Linked DNA regions of Mus musculus: regions 2 and 3 are each linked to region 1. Evidence: chromatin contacts called from public promoter capture Hi-C data. All regions are on one chromosome and are shown on one strand. Each heading gives the region's core, a stretch centred on a gene start, on an enhancer-like site or on the middle of the called end of the contact. The rest is flanking DNA. Distances are from core to core; before and after follow the strand shown. Region 1 holds the start of Ggact (gamma-glutamylamine cyclotransferase). Region 2 holds the start of Stk24 (serine/threonine kinase 24). Region 3 holds the start of Ubac2 (ubiquitin associated domain containing 2).

The links. Promoter capture Hi-C pulls out the DNA fragments that hold promoters and counts their contacts.
Region 2: a promoter capture Hi-C map of pre-B cells shows a contact between it and region 1. The contact joins the promoter of Stk24 here to the promoter of Ggact in region 1. A contact is called at or near these places in 3 of 39 promoter capture datasets (liver and pre-B cells).
Region 3: a contact with region 1 is called in a promoter capture Hi-C map of the HPC-7 cell line. The contact joins the promoter of Ubac2 here to the promoter of Ggact in region 1. A contact is called at or near these places in 22 of 39 promoter capture datasets (the 3T3-L1 cell line, 3T3-L1-derived adipocytes, the C10 cell line and 13 more), 4 of 484 Hi-C or Micro-C datasets (B cells, the Ba/F3 cell line, CD4 T cells and 1 more), 5 of 115 datasets of contacts at active chromatin or transcription factors (the 230-238 cell line, embryonic stem cells, memory CD8 T cells and 2 more) and 3 of 9 other capture datasets (adipose tissue, embryonic stem cells and liver).

The regions. Positions count from the first base shown.
Region 1 is chr14:122,911,659-122,915,057 of GRCm38.p6, forward strand. Ggact (gamma-glutamylamine cyclotransferase) reads right to left here and starts at 1,507. Exons shown (of 3, transcript NM_145466.2): 1 at 1,443-1,507. It overlaps 4930594M22Rik (RIKEN cDNA 4930594M22 gene), which reads left to right and starts at 1,372. Exons shown (of 2, transcript NR_155287.1): 1 at 1,372-1,634.
Region 2 is chr14:121,377,537-121,380,935 of GRCm38.p6, forward strand. It overlaps Stk24 (serine/threonine kinase 24), which reads right to left and starts at 1,694. Exons shown (of 11, transcript NM_145465.2): 1 at 1,362-1,694. The coding sequence starts at 1,403.
Region 3 is chr14:121,877,043-121,880,441 of GRCm38.p6, forward strand. It overlaps Ubac2 (ubiquitin associated domain containing 2), which reads left to right and starts at 1,564. Exons shown (of 9, transcript NM_026861.2): 1 at 1,564-1,732. The coding sequence starts at 1,702. It overlaps 1810041H14Rik (RIKEN cDNA 1810041H14 gene), which reads right to left and starts at 2,366. Exons shown (of 2, transcript NR_130999.1): 1 at 2,166-2,366.

The DNA.
Region 1 (3,399 bases), core at 257-2,756:
ATTGTTAGCTCAGAGTCTCCAAATAAAATTTCCAGTATTTACTGGCTTCAGATGGGGAATGTTCTAGAGAAGGCTGCTAAGATCATTTGATGTCGTCTTCCTATTGCTACCTTCCCATGGACCATGTCCCTCTTCAAACATGACAGCACTAGTCTGTAGGGCAGAGGGTCCTCTCCCCTAACAAGACCCTGGCCAAGGCCAATAAAGAGTCATCCCATGACTCCTTTTCAAGCTTTGACAGACAGAACTGGAGCTCTCAAAAGTTCTTACTAGATAAAGAAGAAACTTTTATTTGTTTTGGTTTTGATATTTTTTTGATGTAAGATCTTGCATATCCCAGGATGGTCTGCTTTAGCGTTCTGAGTGCTGGAATCACAGACATAAGCCACCACACCTGGCTTGATCCTGTACTTAAAAAAAATTAACCTTTGCAGGGTTTTGGTTTTGGTTTTGGTTCTGTACCACACACTGCCATCCACTAATGACCACCACAGACAGACGTCAGTCCAGCTCACCACTTCACACAGAAGGGTGAATTCTACCACTGAGCCACATTCCTAATCCCAACTTGGTCTGCTTATTTTCCAGTGCTGGAGAGCCAATCTTGGGCCTTTTGCATGCTAAGGACATGGTTTGTAAGTTCACTAGTTTAAATAAAAGGTTCAGTACAAAAAAAAAAAAAATCCACCAATTAACTTTGCAAACTAGCTTTTAGAGAAAAATGCCCTCTATTGTTGAAGTCTGGCCTGCTTACTCAGGGACTTCTCAGAGAAGGTTCAGGAAAATGAGGCCAAACTGCAGAGTTCCTCACTTAGCAAGCACTTCAGTTACAGGAAACAGACCAGGAGAAAGACTTCAATTAGAAGAAATCTTTTAACATAAATAAATGAGCTTGGAGTTAAGCTAAGTTAAAATACACGCACACCTCAAATGGGTTTTAAGCGAGGCTGTAACGTTATAACTCGTTGATTAGAGTTAAACAGCAATAATAACCACGGATAGAATCAAAGGGATGGATCGCCAAAGTTCCAGGCGTTTTACTACTGGTTCCAAAGGAAATCCAGATGTGAAACGGACCAACAGAAGTTGGTTTAGGATTCTTTTTCAGGTTTTGGACTCTTCACACATAAGTGACTCCTAAAGTAAAATTAAAAAAACATTTCTTTTGAAAACCGCTAGCCACATTCCCTTAGGATCTTAAGCTACCTGTTGGAGCTGTCTGTCCCGCGAGAGCAAGCATCAGCTCCGCTCCGGTAGCAGTCACAGCACGGGCCGCCCGGGCAGCTTTCCGGGGTGGGGGTGGGGGGTCAAATGCGCGCTCCGCCCAGCGCGTTCCGCCAGGCAGACCCATACGCCGGGACGCTAGCGGACATTCGCTGGCTGGTGACAGAGTCCCTAAGCCGCCCCCAGGCTCCCAGTCCCAGCCCGCCTCGGCGCCTCACCTGCAGCGGTCGGGGGAATCACGAGGAGCGCGCCCGGACCACGGAGCGGAAATGCCCAGCTGGGCGGGTGTCGCAACCAAACCGCCCCGGGCGGCGCTCCTGCTGGTCTCTCGCCGCTCCGCCCGCCCCGGCAGCGCCACGGAGCGCACCTGGCAGCGCGCACGCCACTCCCCATGTGCCGGAACCGCGCAGGTAAGAACCCGAAGCCACATTCCTCCGAAATGCAAGCAAGCAAGCTCCCCACCACCACTCCCACCACCAGACACGGGCTCGACTGCTCCCACCAGGTTCAGCTCTACATCACACATGCTTTGACTCCACGTTAGACCCAAACACGCCTAAGATTCACTACTTCAGAGAGACTCACCCCTTCACATAGACACTGAGGTGATGCTAAACTCAGATCTGAGGAAGGCTCCACAGGACAATTAAGGCATCGCATCTGCTCGTACATATCCCTACGGGATACAGGTAACTGTAGCAATTCTGCCTACTTACCAACTCTTTTTAAAATAAAACTTGTTTAGGAGCTAATGGAAGAACTAGCTTTCCCCTACATCCTACCCTTAGGACATAAGATGTATGAGAACCAAAAGCTGAGGGCAATTTTTTCTCTAGAGATCTTTATCATGGAAGGATGTTCCTATGGCAGAATGCAGGCAGGCGTGATGCTGGAGAGTTCTATATGTCCCTATCGGGATGTGAAAGCAACGTCACAGAGATGGTGAGACTAGAGACCCATTGTCTCCTCATCGAGACCCAAATTAACTATATGACTACTGCTTTTCCTTTCATCATTTCCCATCCCTTTGACTTTGTGTATGTGGAGTACTTGAAATCGTGTTATATTCTTGGTTTTCACGTAGCATCAAATGATGCTGAAGTGGTTGTATTTTAAATAGATGTCCAAGTCTACAAGAACCCTGAACAATCATCACATTTATAAACCACCAATTTTATAGAAAGAGGACCATGAGAAGGAAAATGGGGTCTTAAAGGAGGGCCTGGGAAGGGGAGAAACAGGGAGTAATAGGATTACACATGACATCAAAGATGGGCAGGGATGAGGGAAGGAGGCATGGAGAGAAGAACAAAGCAGTACTACGAAAGTCTCAGAGCCACTCATAATGCGGCAAGCTAATTTACAAAACTAAATCGTTGAAGAAGAAGGTTAAGGGTCTAAGTATGCTTGAAGTTACTCCTTTACCACAATCTCATTTTACAGTGGAGAAATCAATAAAACCAGTAGTGGTCCCATTGTATTTACTGGAAGCAACTGGGGCACAAAGTAAATAAGCAACTAATCCCAGGTTCCAGGTAAATATGGTAAAATCAGATTCATCTGTCTTTGATAGTCACTGAACCTTTAAAAATGACTTATGATATCTTAGTTAGGGTTTCTATCGCTGTGAAGAGACACCATGACCACAGCAACTCTTATAAAGGGAACCATCTAACTGGAGCTGGCTTATATTTTAGAGTTTAGTCCATTATTGTTATGGTGAGAAGCATGGCAGCATGAAAGCAGACATGATGTTAGGTAGCCGAGAGTTGTACATCCAGATAATCAGACAGCAGGAAGAGAGAGAGATACTGAAAGCCCAGCCCCTGTGACACACATCCTCCAACAAGGGCCACCTCCAATAATGCCACTCTGTGTCTATGGGGGTCATTTTCATTCAAACCACCACACAAGCAAGAAAGCTGACCCTGAGATTCATGGTCTTGTTCCAAAGTTCTTCCAACCTTATCACCTTGTTTGCTGAAAAGTAAATTCTACCATGCAACTACTTTTATCTATCTATCTATCTATCTATCTATCTATCTATCTATCTATCTATCTATCTAACTAGTGTATATGAGTATACTGTCACTATCTAAAGATGCATCACGAGAGGGTATCAGATCCCATTATAGATGGTTGTGAGCCACCATGTGGTCACTGGGAATTGAACTC
Region 2 (3,399 bases), core at 444-2,943, 1.5 Mb before region 1:
GGCCTGGGGTGACTTTCAACTAGCGGCCAGCACCATCAAGTTTTAGAACGCAGGCAAGGTGAGACTCAGGAATACTTTGAGAGCACTTTTCCAGTGACACTTCTCAATTCCAACTTTATTATCCCTTAAAAATGACTCAAGTTCTAGTGGCCACTGAAGTGGTAACTTTGAATTCCTATTTTTCCAGAGTTCAAAACCGGGGCCAAGAAAACCATTTTCCTTACGTGGTATGGAAAGAAAAAAGAAGAAGAAAAGAGGGATAGGAACTATTTTCAGAAGTGGCAGAAGCAGTAAGAGGCAAGCAAGGTCCATGCGGCTCAACCCTGAAGCCAGAGAGAAGGCGCCTGCTGCATCTATAAACTGATAACCTTGGATATTCTGAGGTGTTTTGTTTTTTTTTTGTTGTTGTTGATTTTTGTTTGTTTTTTTTTAAGCAAAACTCTTCCGTTCACTTCCTTGGGAAAGCAAAACTTTGACTGGTCTTGCTATCTTAATCGCAATCATTATGTCTGTATTTATTATATACGCTCACAAACTTTACAAGTTTGAACAGACAAGTGATTGTTTTTCAAAGTGCAGAAAACCATCCTCAATAGCAAAAAAAAAGTTCGTGCATCCATATAAACTTGAAATTCAACTCCGTCCCCTCACCGCCCCCTTCCCCTCCGAAGAAAAAGTCACTGGCAGGCTAAGAAGATACAAAGTGTGCACCAAGAAGCCCGCTAGCACACAGTTCCTCTGGATGCCAACCGGTCTCAAAGTGAAAGTCCAGCAGCGGAGTCCTGGCACCCGAGGGATGAACCTGGGCTCTGCACACCAGGGCGCTCGCGGAGGTGTGGGTTCCGCCTCCCGAGTTTGCAACCTCGCACTTTCCGCACCAGAACTACAGGCTCCGATGCGAGGTTACATCTTCCTGCACCCCGCCCTGCGGCCCGCCCGGACTGTGACCAGCCGGGGCGCGCTCCCGCCCTGCGCTCGGGTCTCCCGCTTGAGGGGTCTGGGGAGGGACTTTTGCTAACTGAGGACGGACCCCAGAGTGCCGCTATCCCTGTCCCAGGCCCACATAGGGCCCAGGCACCAAAGCGGGGCCTCCAAGGACACTAGTTCAGACTCCTGCCCGGGATGGGCGCTCGGCCTGCGCGTCGGACTTGGGGAGCGCAAAGCTCCTGCACCCCACCTCGGCCCCAGGCCGCAGACCCCAAAGCCCCTCCACGTGCATACACCCGAGATCCCCGCCGCCCGAGTCGGCGAAGATCCCGGAGAAGCGGGCCCGGCTGGTTGGGGGGAGGGGGGGCGTGTTGACACCGCCAAGTTGCCCGCTTCCGCCCTGGCCGCAGCCCGACCGGGCCACCCCAACCTACCTGCATGCCCGGCAGGCCCGACTGCACCGGGGAGTGGGCCATGGCGCTCGGCGCCGCCACTTCCTGGCCCGGGACGCGCGGAGCCGCGCGGCGAGCAGGCCCGGGGCCGCGCGCAGCCCTCGGGTGGCGGGGCGGGCTCTGGAGCCCGAGGCCACCGCACCCCGGGGACGGTCTCAACGAAGGTTGGCGGGCCGCGGCCCCATACACTGAGCCTGGGGCGGGCAGTGGGGGGCGCGGGGGACGTCTCGAGACTGCGGCTGCTTCTCCAGGGATCCCGTCGCTGCGCCGCCGCGGTGCTCAGGTCGAGCCGGGCGGCCTGGGCCCGCGAGCGCTGGCCGCCTGGAGCCGAGTGGGCGCGCACAGTCCGCCGCGCCCCGCCCCGGCCCGGCCCCCGCGCCCGCCCCCGCGGCCCGGCCGGGGACCCCGCCCCGCGCTTCCGGGAGGGGGAGGGGGAGGGGAGGAGCCGCCGGGCGCCCTAGGCCGCAGTCGCGCCTCCCTGCGGGCGCGCAGGCGGGGTCCCCGGGGCCCGGCGGGCAGGCGGGCGCTCTCGGGTGCTGTGCGCCGGGGTCCTTCGGAACCGCGGGGTGGGCCTCGCGCGCGGAAGAGAGCTGAGTTTGGGGGAGCGAAGAGCACCGCCCACTCCTACCCTTCCCTCTCCACCCGCCCTGGCCCTCCAGAGGCCAGAGTCTGCACTCGGGGTGTCCCCAGAGGGGCCTAGCCTGGGGCCTATTCCAAAAGCCCCGGCCGGAGCGTCCTCACTGTACGAAGTTTCCAGCCAGATCAAGGAAGAAACCCCAAGGGTAGAGAGGGCGGTTTGTGTGCACTGCCTTGGGTACTGAACTCAGCCTCGCCTGGGCCGCCGGCTGTGGAAACTTAGCTGGACAGAGGAAGGGCTGGGCCCCGCCATCTCTGCGCTGCGCACAAGAAGGGAAAAGTGGGGTGCGGAGGGGTGCTGGAGGAAGGGAAGACAATAGAAGGAAACCGCGTCCCGACTCTTACCCAGCCCTCCCCTCGCTTCACTGCTCCTAAGGCCGTAGGCCCTCTCTGGGCACCAGCTCTGCCCTCCTCCTAAGCTGCCGCTTCTGCAGCAAACAAGGAAGGATGGAGTGAATCCATGCGGTTCCAGGAAGTACTTTATTTACAAGTGGCAAATAGGAAGTGGTCTAAGAGTCAGAATCGCTGTGTCTCTCGCCATAGGGACCCTGAGGCCTCATTCAGGAGTGCCCGCTTTGCCCCACAGCTGTGCAAGGTTAACCATACAAAATGAGTCCCCAAGAGTTCAGAAATAGAGGACGCATAAATCCTCGACTAAGGTAGAGAAGAGATTATTCTCTGAGGTGTCCTTGTATTCCAAGAACACAGGCTCCCTCTGGGTCCTGCATCAGAAGTTAAAGTAAGCCGAATACCCTTTGGAAACCTAGCCTAGGAGACCTCCAGGATGCTAAGATGTATTAGAAGGCTTGCATGATTACTCCTGGTCACCTGACTGAGATGCGTTGCCACTTCTAAAGAGTAAACTGAAAACATTAAAAGTATGAACCCATATAACCAAGAGTTTATGTGTTCCCTAAGCAGAAGAAACCTAAAAAGAAAAGAAAAAAAAATGGAGTACTTAATGAATACAAGGGAAAATGATCAAGACCATGAATCTTGAAAAGGCATATATTATTCAACCTCAAATTCTACCTAGAATAACATGAAAGAATGACCAGAAATACAGGAGTCTCTACCAAGAGGCAGCGACTTTCAGCCTTGGAAATGTCTGATTACATAAAGAGTACTTTCTTACTACTACTACTTCACCAGGTGTGGTGGCACAAGCCTTTAACCCCAGCATTTGGGAGGCAGAAGCGGGCAGATCTCTGTGAGTTCAAGGCCAGCCTGGTCTATATAGTTCCAGGACAACCAGGGTTATACAGGGAGACACTTTCTAAAGAACATGACCCCCCCCCCAAAAAAAAAAAAGAAGAAAAGATATTTTAGTAGGTCATGTTTAGTAATTGTGATAATGTCCCTCAGAGGCTCATGTATCTGAACA
Region 3 (3,399 bases), core at 314-2,813, 1.0 Mb before region 1:
GGAATAATTTTCAAGAGTTTCAAGTTTTGACCACTTCATTTTTGGTATATTTCCACTCAAGTGTTTTCATTTCCTATGAGCCCTGAATTTGTGACGATTGAGTTTTCATGTTGATATCAGTCAGTATGTGCAACTGCTACAAAACTTCTGACTACTGTTCATCTCACAGCTTTCTATCTTTTCAGATTTCAGATCTTCCAAACATACTAATGTTCAACGGAATGAGGAATTTACTTCATTTCTTCCTCTCTAACCCTGATTAGATAATAACCTTTTATAGTTTATATTAGTTTACCATAAGTGGTTACTATCTATAATATATAGGACTTAAGTAGACAGGATTAAATTTCAAAACAGTAATTTAAGAGACATAATGTGACTTTGAAGCTTTCCTTAAATCTACACTATCCCCCTCGTTTCTATGTATTTAACCACTATAGGGCCATTTCTTAGATGAATCAGGCAAAAATGTCCAAATTCAACCATTCAGTTTTGACACCGGGTACTTTCCTAGGCAAACCATTTTAAGGAAGAATGCTTTTAATGCCTGGCTCAATACCCTGTGGGGATTCCCTGCGCACTTCTCTCTTTTTAGTTTGTTGTGATGTTTTGGATGAAGTATATGAAGAAAAGCTCACCCAGAGTAGGTCTGGAATTAGAAAAGCAAGCACTTAGATTAAATGGCATTTTTCCCTCCATAAAATGTCAAAGTTTAAATGGTGGCTTCTAGATTACTTGCAACTGGGGATCTGCCTTAACACGCACTTGGTCGTCCTGCAGTTCCAGTTGGTTTATCAGGCGCTGGTTAATTGGAAAACCTTACTACTCATGGATGAAAAAGAACGGGAAAGGAAAAATACACGTTTTAGCATTACTACAAAAATCGGCCGGGTCTTCTGAACACCCTTCAGTGCTCCCAGGGACCCCATAGTTTGAGAACCAGTCTTAAGTGGGCTACAGATTTTGTGGGAATCAGCTTCTGCGAAGATCATAAGGAAATAATTTTCCTGCGAAATAACTCAACTGGATGAACATACAGTCCCCCCCCCCCCCCCCAAGCCCTGGCTGTCCTGGAACTCACTCTCTAAGACCTGGCTGGCCTCGAACTCAACCTCCCAAGTGCTGGGATTAAAGGCGTGCGCCACCACTGCCCGGAACAGAAAGCTAAGTGTATTTTTAAAACTTTTTCTTCTACTAGCCGTCTTGTCCACCCTCACCCCAGCAACCCCAGGTGCTTGGTGGGTCACCGGAAGCAGACTGTTCACTGAGCGCCAAGGCCCACACGGAAGTACTGAGCATGCGTGGGACTCGCGGCCGTCTCGCCCAGTGAAAGGTCAGAGGTCTCGAGAAAGGCCTGGTGTTCTGTGGCGGAAGAACCGGCTCGCTCACGGCGCTTCACGCCGTAAGGTTCTGTACTGGGAATTCTGGCATGCGCCAAACCCGCCCCGAACTACCGGAAGCAGCTACCATCCGGCTCGCCCGCACCTACGCACTTCCTCTCTGGGAAGGAAGGGGCGGGCTCTGGCCGAGTGTGCACGCCCCACGGGCTGCGCATGCGCCTTCTTCCTGGCGGCTCCGGAGCGCCTCGCCGGGCCGACTTCGCTCGCTGGTTGACAGTGCGCCTGCGCGGTCGCTGGGGGCTCTCCACCTCTGCCTCCCCTCCCCCTGACGCCCCGCGGGGGCTCCGGGCCCGGCGGGACCATGTTCACCAGCACCGGCTCCAGTGGGCTTTGTGAGTACCGGTTCCCTCATCCTTGGGCCGCCCTTCGCTCCATTCCGAGCTCTTCCCGGACCCGGCTCGGGGCAGCGGGGGACTCGGGGTTGCAGGAGGCTGGGGGCCCCTTGCCTCCCGCGCCCGAGCCTTGTCAGTTCTTGCTCTTAGGGGGCAGCGGGCGCCGCACCCACCATAGCCCCGAGGGCCGAGGGGGTGCCACGTCCATTCCGCTCCCGGCGTCTCCCACAAGGTGCGCAGCAGCTCCTGCCCTGCTGCAGGTGGGCTGGGCAGTTAGGGTCCAGCCGGGTGCCCCGCTCATCTCGTGGCCCGGGCCCACGCACGCACTTGGCGACTCGAGTGCGGGGCTGGAAGATGTTCCCGTGGGGGCGACGCTGGAACCCTGCTCGGTTCCCTCTCCCCCTTCATTCATACAGGCTTCTTTGGGACCCACCTGATTCCTGGAACGTGTGAATTTCATCCTCCGCTCCAGAATCTGCCCCCTCAATATTAACTTCCACGTACATCTTACCCGTTGTCCTTGAAGAGTTTTTGCGAGCTGAAAAAGTGAGCGCTTTTCAGTGAAGTTAGGAAGTCACTTGGCAAGAGAATGCAAGCTTTGCTTCTGGATGCCGCTGCACTCTCCAGGAGTGTCTGCGGTGGTCAGCAGGTAGAGGGCGGAGAAGTTTATTCAACCTCCAGGCACCCCCCCCCCCCACGACATTATGTTGAGTTGACTTTAGAGAGTGGACTCTTAACTAAACAGTGTTGAGATTAGGCATTGATACACTAACAGCAAACTGTTTGAACAAGCCGCAGTTCGCAGTTTCTTTCTCTGTCGGTATTTCCCATCTCTGCGTGTGAAGTTAATGTTGCTAGAGCACAGAAGTGCCTGGCATCTCCAGATGGTACATTCTGTTGTGAACGTCATGAGCCTTTCAAAGAACACTCCTGTTACATAGTCTGAGAGCTGACTGTCAGAGCCAGCGACATAATTTAAAGTCGTCCTCACCTCTCACCGTAATCTCAGGCTTTGAAGTAGGTTTAATGTTGTTTATGATCTCCATATTTAGTACCTAATTTAAGTTATGGAAACGTTGACGTATTGGCCCCAGAATCCATCAGAACTACTAGTGAGTTGGTCTTCAAACTACTGTTTGGATGAATAAGGTAGTGTGGCTTTCCTAGGGTTACACTATGTGGGTGGATCTGTCAACAGCAGATTTCTTCGATTTTAGTTGTTCTCAGCATCTTGAGGCACCCTTTTGTACCAAACATGTAAAAGTTAAAAAGTGACAGTCTGGGGACATGGCTCAGTGGTTATGAAGCTTGTCCTGCAGGCATGAATATCTGAGTTCTAATTCTCAATACCCATGTAAAAGCTAAGGCATGCAGTGTGTGTCTATAACTCACCAGTGAGAGGTGGAGGCAGGAGATTCCCCAGGGCTTTGCTGGCCAGCCAGTTTACTGTGTCAAAAAAAGTGGAGTGATTCAGAAAGACATCCCAATATCAGCATGCACACAGGTATACACGTGCACACACACGTGCGCACACATATGCACACGGGAGAAATCTGATCGAGGGCAGCACAGTATGGATTAGGTTGTAGTCGCATTTGTAGCACAGCTTTAAGAAAGGTAATCATTTGTTATAGCTGGCATGGGTGCGTGTTGAACAGGTGTGTTCT